Regions from separate parts of the Mus musculus genome. Here region 1 is linked to region 2. Evidence: chromatin contacts called from public HiChIP or PLAC-seq data. All regions are on one chromosome and are shown on one strand. The core of a region is the stretch at or near the end of the contact, and the rest is flanking DNA. Distances in the headings are between cores, read along the strand shown.

What was found. HiChIP or PLAC-seq counts read pairs in DNA pulled down with a chosen protein or histone mark.
Region 1: an H3K4me3 HiChIP or PLAC-seq map of bone marrow-derived macrophages shows a contact between it and region 2, with 2.4 times the contacts expected there. The contact joins two enhancer-like sites. A contact is called at or near these places in 3 of 484 Hi-C or Micro-C datasets (3T3-L1-derived adipocytes, CD4 T cells and nephron progenitors) and 5 of 115 datasets of contacts at active chromatin or transcription factors (bone marrow-derived macrophages, cardiomyocytes, embryonic basal ganglia and 1 more).

The regions. Positions count from the first base shown.
Region 1 is chr8:125,406,078-125,413,751 of GRCm38.p6, reverse strand. No RefSeq gene overlaps it. Among named protein-coding and RNA genes, the nearest start is that of Gm30713, 24 kb to the right of the region's middle. Within about 2 kb of position 2,996, at least 36 of the 459 cell types and tissues checked have an H3K27ac peak or open chromatin away from gene starts, as enhancers often do. A contact at or near this core is called in bone marrow-derived macrophages, where this site is marked.
Region 2 is chr8:125,283,132-125,290,212 of GRCm38.p6, reverse strand. No RefSeq gene overlaps it. Among named protein-coding and RNA genes, the nearest start is that of Gm30713, 99 kb to the left of the region's middle. Within about 2 kb of position 4,067, at least 102 of the 459 cell types and tissues checked have an H3K27ac peak or open chromatin away from gene starts, as enhancers often do. A contact at or near this core is called in bone marrow-derived macrophages, where this site is marked.

The DNA.
Region 1 (7,674 bases), core at 1,747-4,246, 120 kb before region 2:
GCTGCCTTTCCCCCTGGGAAGGACCACAGCCCCTGACTGAAATAATCCCGTCCATTGGTCACAGCAGTGAGGGGAGTAAGACAGCATCCAACAGAGCATTATTCAGCCTTATAAAGAAAGATGGCCATGTGTTTTAATATGGATGTGGACATTATGCAAAGTGAGATAAGCCAGCAGCCCAGACCAGTGATCATGTGACCCCTCTTATAGGAAGTGTGGGTATTGGAGCGGTCAGACTCACATATACAGAAAACGGAGCTGCAGAGCCCAGGGAAGGGAGGGAAATGGTGCTCGTAGGAAACTGGAAATCCCACTGAGGAGCCCCCTGGGTGCCTGGGAAGCTCAGCTCTGGGTCCACAGGAAGAGCAACAGGGAAGAGAAGCCTCTCTGAAGAGTGATTAACTTAGTAATTAGTGAATCGATGCAGCGAGGGGGAGGAATGGTTCTGCAACGTTTGCTCTGGGCCCTAAACTTTAACATTTAACTCTGCGGCATCTGGTAGGATGAGTTGTGGAGTGAGATCAGCCGCAGAAGCAGCAGGGAGGGGATTAGAGACACAGAGCTTCCGGGAGAAGGAGAGGGACCACACTTCAAAGGAGACCAGCTACTGTGAGAAGTCGCTGGTGCTCATGGGGCAGGAGGAACAAGTCCTCACTTGGGTAAAACCAGATGTAGACAGAAGGGAGAGATGAAGCATTTGGGAGAGCAGATTAACAGCATGGCCTTTGGAAAGGCAGTCCTCAAAGGGAGGAAGGGCTAGTGAACAGAAAGGGCCCTGGAGGCTTGCATTCTGACTAAAATGTCTGCACTTAGAATTTGATTAACCTGTGTATGTTAGGACAAGTGAGACCCTGTAAGTCAAAATTTAGGTGTATGTTTGTACGTGTGCACGTGTGTGTGTGTGTGTGTGTGTGTGTGTGTGTGTGTGCCAGAAGTCCTCAATGGTGGCTGTCTTCCTCACTTGTTCTCTACATCATCATCATCACCACCACCACCACCACCATCATCACCATCATCATTTTGAGATAGGCTCTTCCTGAATCTGAAGCTCGCCAGTTTGACCAGACTGTCTGCTGTCAGCTCCAGGGATTCTCTTTTCTCCAGTTTTCTAATGCTAGGATTTCAGATGGCTGCCACTGTTGTGGGGTATCCCACCAGAGAAGACTCCTGGGATGTGGGTTCAAGCCAGTAGAAAGTCACTCTGAGCCAGGCAGCGACTACACTATGTTAGGGATCCCAGTGAGACTATCTCAGGGTGAGGGTTTAAGCACAAAACTCATATTCTGGGTTGGCACACTTCAGATAACAAGAACAGTTAGCCAGAAGTGGAATTATAGAGGCCAAAAGAAAAAGTTATATTTAGAGACTTTCCCAGAACTGTGGGCTTTGATGGATTAGGTCTTTGTTTTCATTTTGGCAGGTGGTGCTGTCTACATGCTGTGTTTTATGTCCTGAATGGTCCATCATGGAGTCAGTTGTGCTAAGGCCTGGGAGTCTACTAAGGTCTAGGACTCTATTACAGCCACTATTTCTGGTGTGTGTGTGTGTGTGTGTGTGTGTGTGTAAGGGCAGGGGTGCTGAGAGTAAAACCAGGTCCCCATACTTCCAGGGTACCCTTAATTCCAGGCTGATCCCCACCCTGATCCAGGATCTTAGGAACATTGAATTCCTGAGAAATTACAGCACAGGTGAAGAACAATTGTGTCATGATTCCCCATGGCCATGTCATCATTTCAGAGATGCTGGGGCCACCACCCCCATCCTGTTTGATCCTGAGAGGGAAGCATGGCTCAGCCCTGAACACAGCTGACAGCCAGCAAGGAGGCAGGTGGGGTCTGTGCTATGGGTGGACATTGGGTCAGAGCCATCCTACCTACAACCTCTTGGAACTTCCTGCACTTGAACATCTACTGGTACAAACAGCTGGTGTCTCATGCAGAGTAATAAGACACCAATTAACTGTGTGTCCCTGCAGAACCTCTGGGCTCCTGTGAGTCCTTGCTCATGTGTGAGTCCTGGGAGGTGTCCACAGGAGCCTTGAGTGCCAAGAACATGGGAGGATTAAATGCGTACTTCATTTGGGCAGGGCCACATTGGCCAGAAGGGAACGTAGACTGCTCCTGTGTCCCTGGCTACTCATTCTATTGTTGGCCCTTGAGCTTGACCACTCGTGGCTTCCCTTTGCTGGCCTTTGCCTGGCTGAGGTGAATTTGGAGTTAGAGCCTCAACAGAAGAAGTCTGAGGAAGATCATGTGACCATCAGCCCAACTCTTTGCCTTTTGCAAGGTGGGTGGCCTCTCTGAGGAGCAGAGTGACCACAGCTGGGTGCCTTAAGGCATGAAGCTCTCAATTCAAAGTTAGCACGAGGAGTACATTTGCTTTCTCAGCAGACCTGGATAAAGTTCTGCTGTGTGGATTCTTTGTCTTGTAGAAAGACATCTCTGGGAAGAGAGTTCTCGATCAGTACTTAAGCTCTGAGGAAGCTGAGTTCCATACTCCTGGTCTCTAACGGGCCCAGACCCCCACACCATAGCTCCCGCTTTCTATCTTTCTCAGCTCACCGCTGACTCCATTTCAGTAGGGGATGAACCCTTCCTATGGTGTAGACACTGTTCCCTGAGCTGGGGCACCATGCAACGGGTCTCTCAGGAGGTAGCAGCATGGAAGGACCACCTTATCAAGGGAGGGACCAGGCTACAGCAGGGAGTATGCAGGGCCATAGAACTAGGTCCAGCCTACTGCTTCTCTGCTCTCCCTGGCTCCTACTTCCTGCTCCATGGCTGAGAAGCAGAAGAATCAGGGCCACTGCCAGGAAGAGCCGCCTGAGAGCCAGGGTTCGTGAGAACAGAACTCCATATTAACTGTGTAAACACACTTGGATCTCGTGCCCCAGACCACAGGGACTGTGCATTGATGTTTCTCTTTTAAAACCAGCAAGGCCCATGTTTGCATAGTGGTGCTCGGGCACATGGCAGGGCAGATGGCTGTGAGTCATTGTCGTGGGGATGGTGAGTGGCCTCAGCAGCCACCAGCACCCTTGGGACCAGACTGTTCCTTTAAGCTAGTGTATTAGTTATTTTCTTGTCAGGATGACCAAACTCCTTACAGGAAGTAACTTAAGGGAAGAAAGGCTTATTTTCAGATCAAGGATTCAGAGAGTTATCTGGTCATCCATTTTGGAGGGAATGGCACCGTAGAAGCCGGATGCAGCAGGTCACCCTGTGTCTGGGGTCCGGAAACATGACAGACAGGAGCAAAGCTGAACTCTCAGACCAAAATGCTTCATTCTCCCACAGAGTTCTATAACCGTCCCCAAACAGAACACTGTCTAGAGACCAAGTGTACTGGCTGGTTTTGTGTGTCAACTTGACACAAGCTGGAGTTATCACAGATAAAGGAGCCTCCCTCGAGGAAATGCCTCCATGAGATCCAGCTGTAAGGCATTTTCTCAATTAGTGATCAAGGGGGGAGGGCCCAGCCCGTTGTGGGTGGTGCCATCCCTGAGCTGGTGGTCCTGGGTTCTATAAGAAAGCAAGCTGAGCAAGCCAGGAGAAGCAAGCCAGTAAGTAACATCCCTCCATGGCCTCTGCATCAGCTCCTGCTCCCTGACCTGCTTGGGTTCTAGTCCTGACTTCTTTTGGTGATGAACAGCAATGTAGAAGTGTAAGCCGAATAAACCCTTTCCTCCCCAACTTGCTTCTTGGCCTTGATGTTTGTGCGGGAATAGAATCCCTGACTAAGACACCAAGTGTTCCAACATACAAACCTGAGGCACACTTAAACCAAACTGAGTGCCTGGCCCAGCACTCCTGGGCAGTTGGGACCTGCAGCCTCTGCTCTGCCTTAGTGACACAGGGCCAGGTGGAAGGATGGCAGACTATGTGGCCTGTTCTCCCTCTGCTCCTAGAAAGTCAGGGCTGGATGACCTGCTGGCTCAGCCTAGACAGAGCAACAGTCACTTCACCTCCAGCATGCTCCTATCGTTCAATGCATTTAACCCCATAAAGAGCTGCTATGGCTGACCATCTGTGAGGAGTCCTTAGTAACAGGTGCTGGCTGGCGGTCAGGTGATCACTGAATTAGTTCCTTAATGCAGACAAACTTGAGAGAAAGAGAAAGTAACAGCTTTATCCCTCAGGACCGGAAAGAGCTTGGGTATTTTATACCCTTAGCCTTTCCGCATTAGATCTTTTAGATACCTGCCTCTCTATCTTCCCCACAATGTCTTCTGGGATCAGGAAGCTACCACAGGGAACCATGTTTCTTGTCTACCTGCCCCTCCCCCAGCTCCCCTTCACCTTGATGGCTCCCCCTGTGTATGCCAGCATCCTGCTTCTGGGTCAACACAGCTGCTCTCATTCATAGTGAGCAGACCCAGGGACATTCCTGCCCACAGGGCCAGTCAGCAGTCTCTGAGAAGTCATTTGAATTCCCAGACCCTGACTCCTCCCATGCCTGCTCCACCTCTGAAAGCTCAACCTTGTCTTCCAAAGAACTTCCTACCTGCTTCAAAATGGCTCACCAAACTTCCCAGGGTGGCCTGACATCTTCATCATCTCCAGGAAAAGAAGGAGGGAGGGAGGGAGAAAGGGAGGGGGGGTGAGGGAGGAAGAGAGAGAAGGAGGGAGAGGTCAGAACAAGAGACAGACTCAGGACCTGTGTGCTGGTCCCTATTTCAGCAGCAAGGCCAGAGGGACACTGAGACTCTAGGAAATGATTTGACCTCCTCCCCCACCACAACCACAATGTGCACAGATTTCTTCCGAGACCCCCACCTCCACCCCACATCAAGCTCTGTGATGAGAGCCCATGTCAGGATGCTGATCTTCAAGAGTTTGTGTGATGCTGGGCAAGATGCTCAGTCTCTCTGTGGCTCAGTTTCCCTGTGTATAAGTAAAAGTCGATAGTTTTAACTACTTCTTAATATGGCTGTGAGAATTGAGGATGCCTTTGGAAGGCATGCAGGAAAGCACCTACCAGCTGCTGGGATCGCCAGACACCTCACAGAATCCCAATGCTCTTCTGCAGTATCCCTGTCATTGGAGATGTTGAGCACTCAACAAATGTACTCTGACTTCTCAGAGACCTGGCATGGTGGGGCAAGTATGCAGGAATGGCCAGCTTCCACGTGTAAGAGGGTTGGTTCCCTCCCCTGAGCCCCAACCCCACCCCACCCCCACCCAACCCCGACCTGGCCCCGCCCCCAGCCCCACCCCATGTGATGCTGCTGGAGCCCTGAGGAGGAGGAGCTGCTTGGGAGGTCTTTAAGTCACTGGGGATGTGTCCTTGAAAGGGGTTGTGGGAACCCAGCCCCTTCCTCTCTCTTTGGCATCTTCCCTGGTGAGGTGAGCTAGTGTGTAGGGCCACAGGCTCCTGCCTTCATGGGCTACCTCCTCACTGGCTGATGGCACAGGGTCTCCCAATCTTAGCCTGGAACCATCCAAACTGAGCCAGAGTAAACTCTCTTTGTAAGTTGCTTATCTCAGGCAGATAGTGTCAGGAACTGCCTGGCACACTTGGCCTTCACACCTAGCTGGCCATGTTTTTATGGATCAGTCCCCCCCAACAAGCCTGTGGGGTTCCTCCCAAGACTATTCATACTTCCCTTTTCCTTAGCACAGCACCAGACACTTGACAGGTCCTGGATGTTTGGGGGAGAAGGAATCCAGGTAGCTGGGCATCTCACTCAGGCCCAGGGACGTGCATCCTCACCAGGCCACCCGAGGCCACATTAGCTCAGCTCTCTTTGTTGGCAGCCTTTCCCACTGCCCGCTCGAGGGGACAAGTGGCACAGCTGGAGGAGAGCTGAGCTGTCAGTGTTACCATCAATAATGAAACAGCGTCTCTCTTCTCAAGGGGCCTCTCATCTCCACGGCACTGAGCAAACACGAGGAGGCACAGTAGCTGGTGCCCCTGCGAGGGAGCATAGTTCCAGCTGAGTCTCGAGCCTTGTCCTCAGAGTCAGCAGAGCACAGAGTGGAGAGTGGCCCCCAGCTGAGCCCAGTAGATCAGTCCTTGAGATCACAACCAATTTTGTGTATGCCTGAGTGTGTGCCTGGCCAGTGTGTACATATACATGTACCTGTGTGCACATGTATGTCTGCTGCATGCCTGTCCCTATGTGGGCATATCTGCATGTATGTGTACATGTGTGCCTGTATGAACATGTGTGTCTTTGCATATATCCCTATATTGGCATGTCTGTAATTTTGTATGTGTGTCCCTGTGTGAGCATATGTGTGCAGGTGTGGATGTGTTTACATGTATACATGTAATACATGTGTATATATCATTATGCCTATGCAGGAATGATCATGTATGTATGTGTGCATGTGTATGTGTATTTCTGTATATGCACATGTATCGCCATGTGTTTGTGAATACATGTGCATGCAAATGCATGTGTGCCTATTTGTGTGCACATACAAGTATGTGTGGTATGTATAGTGATTGCCCATGTATGTAAACATGTATGACTCTATGTGTATCGAAATCATTTCACACGTTTAAACTTTCTCAAGCTGGACATGGTGCTTCTTACCTGTGACCTCAGAACTGAGAAGGCTGAGACAGAGGATTGCTGCAAGCTGGAGACCAAACTTGACTGAACAGTTCATTCTAAGTCCATCTGGGCTATAGTGAGACCTTGTGTCTTCCCCATCGCCAACTCATTAAAGACCAAACCCAAGTGACTCACTCTCCTCTTCAAGGTTGTTCAACTTCCTGGAGACAAGAGCCCCTGCTGGTCCTAAACAGATAAGCAGGGCCAAGCTAAGAGAAACAAGCTTTCAAAGGCAGGACTGCCAGAGCAACCAACCAAAGCTTCCTGCTCCCAGCCCCAGCCCAGGGGCATCCCTGTTCCCAGAGTACCCAGTCTCCAGGGCTCTCCCCATGCACTGTCAGCTTGAGAGTCTCAGCCAATGGCTGAAGGGAGAATTCGCTGGAACACCTGTCCCCTGTGCAGCGAGCCAAACCTGCCTCACACTTCCATTCTCTGCATTCACTGTCTTCCCCCAGCCCTGCCTCTCCACATATTACCAGGCTGTTAGGATGACCTGATGGTTGTCAAGGTCACAGAGTCCTGGTAGATCATGAGAATGGCTCTTGGACAGAGGAGGGGGTGCAGAGGATTGGGCAAAGTCCCCTGTGACCAGCAGCTTAGCAACTGGAATCTCCAGTTCTCTGAAGTGCTTTGACAGCAGGCTGGAGGGTTCGTCCCATTCATTCTGTGAGCTGGGATCCTGGCTCCCGCTTCCTTATCTGCTACTGCCTGGACGTTCAGAGTCTGTTGCTATTTGTTCTGGATACCGACTCCTGGGTGAGGTTTTGAGTCCTGGGGAATGCCTGAGAAAAAAACAACAGAGAAATGCTACCACTCTCCCTGCCAGGCCCGGGTTGGGTGTGCATGATGCTGGGGCAGTGCCCGAGTTTGCTGCCTTCTGAGCAACTGAGAAACCAGGGAGCATCTGAAAGTGCTGGGCCTTACGCTTGTGACCTGGAGCCCAGCAGGAGTCTCAGGGGTCAGGCAGGCCTAATGCATATGACCAAGCTTAACAGGGGCCAGACCCTGGTGAGGCCTGAGCTCCCTGGTGTGTTTCTCTCCTACCTGAATAGCCATATGCTTGACAACAGCGTGGTGGGAAAAGCTGTCCCAGTTTCATTTCTGCTGCGGTG
Region 2 (7,081 bases), core at 2,818-5,317:
GGTATATGTGTATGTAGCATGTGTGTGTGTGGTATATGTGGTATATGTGATTTATTTTATATGGATTCTATCTTAAAAGATAATCTTCTGAAACAAAAATATAATTCTCAACAGCCCATTTTAAAATTAACCATACATTTGTGTATATACAACCAATAAGAAGAAATCAGCACTGTCACAGTTAGCTAGTGAATGTCAACGTTGTCTACCTAGTGAATGTGAATGTGTTTGGTTATGTTTGGGGAGTGTGATTTTCCTCCTGACACTGGAGATCCTAGTTAATAATTTGGATTTTGTGATAACTCTCACTGTAATTCAGTCTGACAGCAGACATCTCAGCATATAATCTCTGTGTTCTATAATCTGTATGTCTGAGTGAGCAACCCGTAAATACAAAAATAATTTCAAACAACTACCCAATCCAGGGAAATGCATCTGCCCCATGTCCTGCCATATCTGGTGTCTCTTGGGAGTTGTTAGTGTTTTCATATTCCTCTTTGTTCTCCCTCAACTTCATAGCATGAAAATATGTGCTTGCTACAAGCTAATTATCTATGGAGAAAGGCTTGCTGTCACCGGGTTATCAAGCAGCAGAGTAATGGGGCTAGAGAGGTAGCACAGCAGGTAAAATGTTTGTTGCATATAGTGGCTTGAATAGGAATGGTGCCATAGACTCAGGTGTTGAGTGCTTGGCCATAGGGAGTGGCACTATGAGGAGATGTGGCCTTATTGGAGATGTGTGGCCTTACTGGGGGAGGAGTGGCCTTATTGGAGGAGGTGTGGCCTTGTTAGAGAAAGCACATCACAGGAAAGTCAGAGCTTTGAGGTTACATATGCTCAAGCTAGGCCCAGTGTTGCATACGATCTCCTGCTGCTTTCAGATCAAGATGTAGAACTCTCAGCTCCTCCAGCACCATATCTGCCTGCACATTGCCATGCTTCCTACCATGATGATAATGGACTGAACCTCTGAACCCATGAGCCAACCCCAATTAAATGTTGTCCTTTATAAGAGTTGTCATAGTCATGGCCATTCACAGCAAAGAAACCCTAAGACACTACACAGGCAGGAGGAGCTGAGTTCTGATCTCTAGCTCCCAGAGAAAAGCTGAGGATATGTACCGCCCGCACTGGGAGGCAGAGACAGGAAAATGCCTGGAGCTTCCTGCCCAGCCCTCCAGGTGCACTGAGATACTGTGTTAAATAAGGTGGAAAGACTGTAGGAAATACCAGGAGGTGGGAGGGGGAGGAGGAAGAGGAAGAGGAAGAGAAGGAGGGGATGCGTTGGGAGGCAGGGGCACGCCATTGAGTACTTAAGGATTTGACACTGTCTTCATTGCCTTTTCTGTTGCTGTGGTAAAATATTATGATAAGGCAATTTAAAGAAGGAAAGGTTTCCTTCAGCTACAGTTTGAGGTTCCGTCCACTGTGTCAAGGAAGTCAAGACAGGAGGAGCTCTTAGCAGCTGGTCACATCACATGTACAGTTGGGGAGAAAAGATGACAGAGCTCAGCTGGCTTTCCCCTCTTTATGCAGCCGGGACCCAAGGTCAAGGAAAGAGGACATCTCCTGCTTTCAGTGTGGCTGCCCTACCTCGGTTAACCCAATGAACAGAATCCCTCACAGCCATAGCCAGCCAAGTCATGCCTCAGGAGTTATAGGTGTGTGTGTGAGACAGACAGACAGACAGACAAAAGGGCTATAGCTCTGGAAGATGAGCTATACACACAAAACAGAAGGTAGTCATTGACTCTACCAGGAAAAAGAGTGGTGTGCTGGAGAAGACCCCTTTTGAGCTGGGTTTGGGGGACATCTTATCATGGCTGGGGAGTGCACTGTCTGAGGGATTGCACTTGGAAAGGCATCGTAGGGACACACCCGAGCTGTTCCAGAAACAAGCTCTGAGAGGATTCCTCACACATGGTCCTGAAGCACCCTTGAGTCTGCGGTGTTGATCTCCCTCTCTGCTTCCATGTCTCCACCTTCCCACGGCTTCCCCTGAGCTTGCTTGACCCGTGGCTGCCCCTATCTGCTCATGGTTTACAGATGGACAATAAACCCTGCCACTCCCAGCATGCAACAGGAGAGATTGGCAGAAATGTTATTTTCTTTCTTTCTTTTTCTTTTTTTTTATGACTTTCTAAGATAAAAAGTCTCTCCCGGTGAGGTAGTATTATTCTTGGACAGTCCTCTATTTTTAAAATTTGGGCCAGATCATGCCTCTTGCTTTAGAGTTAGGTCAAAGAAGCTCCTCCCCACCCCATGCTATTTATAAACTCTGTCTGCACTGAACGTGCGCTGGGGCAGGATTTGTTTCTGGGGTTATCTTGTCACCATGGACAAAACTCTGGTGTCCTGGCTCTTGATGTTGGTTGGTTTATTGGGTTTACAGCCAGATTTAAAAGCTAACTTTCTGGCCTTTCATCTTAGAATGTTCTTGTAACAGAAATCAGGGTGGAGGAAAAAAAAAAAAGACCAGAGAGAAAGTTTGAAAAAAAAATGAAGAGGTAGTTCATCTCAATATGCTTAGGCCGATATCAAATAAATTCACATTTTATGGAGTAGAATTCAATTATAAACAGGAACATATCATCCATCTGCCCGAAGCCCTTCCAAAATGTAATTACACCACACTGCGCCTAATGGCTGGTGCTTGATCCAGATATTTGGCAAACAGGGTCACATCCTCCTGGGATGTCACAGCTCAACCACAGCTTCCTCCTCATTACTAGGACCAGTTTTATAGGAACAATTAGGGACAATTAGAAAAACAAGCAGATCTTTCACTCGATAAACAGCCTCTGGCTTTGTAAGTTACATTAGCAATTGTGGCTGCCTCCAGCCAGCAGCCTAGAGGGCTGGAAAATTCTTTTCCTGGAGTAATAGGAAACAAATCCAGCATGAGAAACACAAAAAAGATTCAGAAGGGTCCTCCATGTCCCGTGTGGGGAGTACTTCTGGGGATCTTCCACCTAGCTGAGTCTACAGAGGGAACCCACCAGGAATTCTGAAAGGGAAAGAGAGAGAGAGGGGGGGGAGAGAGAGAGAGAGAGAGAGGAAGAAGAGGAGGAGGAGGGGAGGAGAAGAGAAGAGAAGAGAGAGAAGAAAAGAGAAGAGAAGAGAAGAGAAGAGAAGAGAAGAGAAGAGGAGGAAAGGAGACCAGAGCTTGCTTTTCTAAGAGAACGTGAATCTTGGAACTCATGCATTAACCTGGAAACTTCTTCACTGATGCCCAAGGAAAGGGAAGTCCTGGACTACACTGCATGAATGTCAAGATTGTAGCAAAAGGTGAGGTGAGGCTTGCTTCTCCAACAAAAGAACTCTAATTTCTCTATTCACCTTCCGGAGCTTCTGTGTCTTCCCTCCGCAAAGTATTCTGGGCAGAGCTCTCCCCCTTTCCCGAGGAAAACAGGATAAGCATACAATCCAGGCCCTACACACTCCACTCCCTCAGCCCCCATAGCTGTCACCGCCTGCCCGACCTCTCAGGGCCGAGTTCAGCTTCCTAGTACCTCTTTATCAACAACTGACTATCTCCTTGGTGTCCTCCCGTGTTCAGTGTCGTGTGCTGGGTCAGGGAGAAGCCCGGGGGCCGAGTTCCAGCCTTTCTGAGGCCCCACAGTCAAGCCAGGAGTCCTTGAGGATTTGGAATTACTCCGCTCTTCATCAGCACAGCTCACATGGTGTGGAGCTCATCCTGTAGGCTTGCCTTTCTCACACCCCTGTCCCTCGGGGATTCAAGCTCCTTTCCCATGATGCTCTGCAGCAGTCAGTGACTCACAGCTAGGGGGGTGGGGCGGGGATTGCTTAGATGGCCAAAAGAAGATCAAGCCAATGTCTCCACAAGGTCCTCAGAGAACTTACTTCTGCTTCCCTTTCTCATCTTCCTCCTCCTTCACTGCCCCGGGATTACCACCAACTCCAGGAATAGTTGGTAATCACAGAAGGCCAAAGGCAACATTCACTCTCCTCCTCAGAGATGCAGGAATGCTCACATCTGAGCCCTGCAGGGAGATAGAAGGGTTCCAACAGCAGTTGCTGGAGGCTCCAGCCTGCTACTCTCCCATCGGGAGAGGACTCCCTCCTCTGGCTCCGATACTCTGAGTCACTGGTGTGAGGTAATAGTCTAGCTGGCCCTGGGGCCACATCCCTCGCCCCCAACCCCAGTATCACATTTCTTGTGCCCGGACTTGAACTTGGGCTTTGCTATTTCAGCCCATGTGGGACCCAGATGTAGATGTCTGAAGGGGGACTTCTTTGTTTGTTGGGGCACTTTGGGTGATGCCAGCGTGTTATTTATAAATGTCCTTCCCACTCCATGATAAGGTGACTGAGAATAAGGCTGGAGAATTGGGACCAGAGCTTGTGAAGGAATCGTACTGACCCAAGCTAAACAGTGAAGAAATGAGACCAGAAAGCAACGAGAGGGCTTGGCAAAGGGTAGCAAGGGATACAAGGCCAGGGTGGGAAGGCCTGCGGCTGGTCAGTCATCTGCATGGCCAGCATGGATGGGAGGTATCCAGGCAACTGGAGACAGGAGAGGAAACACTCTCTGCGCCCTGTCATAGAAACCACTAGTCCTTATTTTAACAGCAACTGCGCTGACTACAGTAACAGCCATGCGGTTCCTGGCGCTTCAGAGAGCCCTTTTATTCCTGAGGGTCTCCCCTGACTTCTCAGGCCACCCAGCCTGTCTGTGTCCTTTGACCCTTCTCCATCCCTGCCAAGAGCTCAGCAAGATCGTGGGGCTCATAGAACGGTGCACAGCCACGTCTTTGTTGGCTGGCTTTTACAGAAGCTTGCCCTGGCATTCAAGATTGGGTAGCTTGGTTTCTAACCCTTTATGTAGGGAGAGGGTTTCTCCATCCCTGCTCACAACTCCAAACATCAAGCCCAAACGTTTATTTTGTGCATGTATGTGTATACAAGTGTCAGTAGGTATGCATATTTTTACAGGTATATGTGCCTGTACTGGAGGGCACACATGTGTTTGCCCATATGTAACACATCTGTATGTGAATGCCTTTGTGTGCTTGGCCTATGCTTTGTTGACAGTAGCTCCCGACCAGGCTCCCTTCATCCTCTGCCCTCCTGTCTGAACCGGATTCAACAGGCATGCTTTAGAACATAATTCAAACCACGTTTTGCTTCTGCTCAGAGCATCCCAACAGCCCCTGGTTCTTCTCAGAGTACAAACAGAACTCCTGAAACCTGGAGTTCTGCCTCATATGGCCTCCTGTCTCCCTCGCTGCCCAGTCTCCTTCACCCTGCTCTCTGACCTCTGACAGAGCCTCTTCCTGCCTACATCTGTCTGCAGTCTAGCCTGGGCCTCAACCCACTCAGCCCAGGCTGGTCTCCTCTATGGCTCCCCCTATCGTATCTGCACGGCTTGCCCCTCACCTCCTCTATGACTTTAACTAACTGTTCCTCTGTCTCCAAGACCTACTGAGACTGCCCTATTCAAAACGCCTCTGCACTCTCTCCCAGCATCCCCAGATTCTCTTTGCAGTCTATTTACTTCTCAGGGTGTCACTCCTAACCATGTCAGTACCTCACTTAGGACATGGGCTGTTTGGGGGAAGATAGGTAATCCAAGAAAGCAGAGGTTTTGGGTTGTTTTGCTCACCCCTAAACCCCAAGCCATTAGGCCAGTGCTACCCTAGAGCTATTTAACATACATTCTCAGTGCCAGTTAACTGCTGGTCATCATCATATGTAGGAACTATGGTTGGGTGGAATCGTTCCCTTGCCTTGAAACCATTGACATCTGTGATGGTTTGTATATGCTTGGCTCAGGGGAATTAGAAGGTGTGGCCCTGTTGGAGTAGATGTGTCACTGTGGGTGTGGGCTTTAAGACCCTCATCCTAGCTGCCTGGAAGCCAGTATTCTGCTAGCAGCCTTCAGATGAAGATGTAGAACTCTCAGCTCCTCTTGCACCATGCCTGCCTGGATGCTGCCCTGCTCCCACTTTGATGATAATGGACTGAACCTCTGGTCCTGTAAGCCAGCCCCAGTTAAATGTTGTCCTTATAAGACTTGCCTTGGTCATGGTGACTGTTCACAGCAGTAAAACCCTAAGACAACCTCCATTTCAAGGTCACATCTGTGTGGCCTTCCAAGTCAAGCCCATTCATTGGATTAAGTCTTCCACATAAATATCCCTGAGATTCTGCAGCAGGAAACAATTTAAAGTCTTACAATTCATTCCCTCTCCGGCATTCTCTAGGGTGGGTAAGGTTCTTCTTTATAGCTAAGCCTTCAGAATGTCTGTAGCTAGCTCTCAATGGAGAGCAATTTTATCCTAAACTAGACAGCCAGACGCCAGGCTGGAGTATAGCCTACCTTAGTACACGGGCAGCTGGATGCCTTGACAAGGAAAATACAGAGACTGTATCAACATGCTGCCTTGGGAGGCCCTGAACTCGTGACCCAGGAACACATGAGCACACAGGAATTGTTTTAAGCATCTCCCTCTATCAGACTATGGCCCCCACCTCCAGGCACACAGAGTTTTGGGCTGTGCTCGAACAGCCCCCTGCTACTCACAGTGAGCGTCTCATAAATTATTCTTTCTGATGCCTGCAGAAGCCACAGGCTTGGGATTAGCTGGATGACATCATTGCCCAAAATCTGAGAAGGAAAAGGTCAATTCTCATCCGCTAAATGTCAGGCAACCAGCTTGATGGATTGCTTTTACCGACTTGCCCGGATCAATAGGTTGTTAAGTCATCTTGTTGACACTGATTTAATCAATGTCATTGGGTGGGAAGTGAAGAAGGCAGATGTGCCAGTCCCCAGGCCTACTTGGGTCCTATTCCTTAGCAGTTCCCCTCCATCCTCAATGGACCCTGTGGCATGCATTCCTACACCCCCAGGCCCAGGAGAGACTGCTGAGCTTCAGAAAGGTTACATAGCTCACCCATCACCCAAGATCACCCTAGTAGTGATTAGTCCACACTGTGGCTAATTGCCTGAAAGAGCTTCCAGATACCCACCCTGCCTTCTAGAAAAAGCAGAACAGGAAAGGCAGCCGTGAGAGACCCTGCATTATCAGCAGGCCACGCTTAGAGCATATTTGCT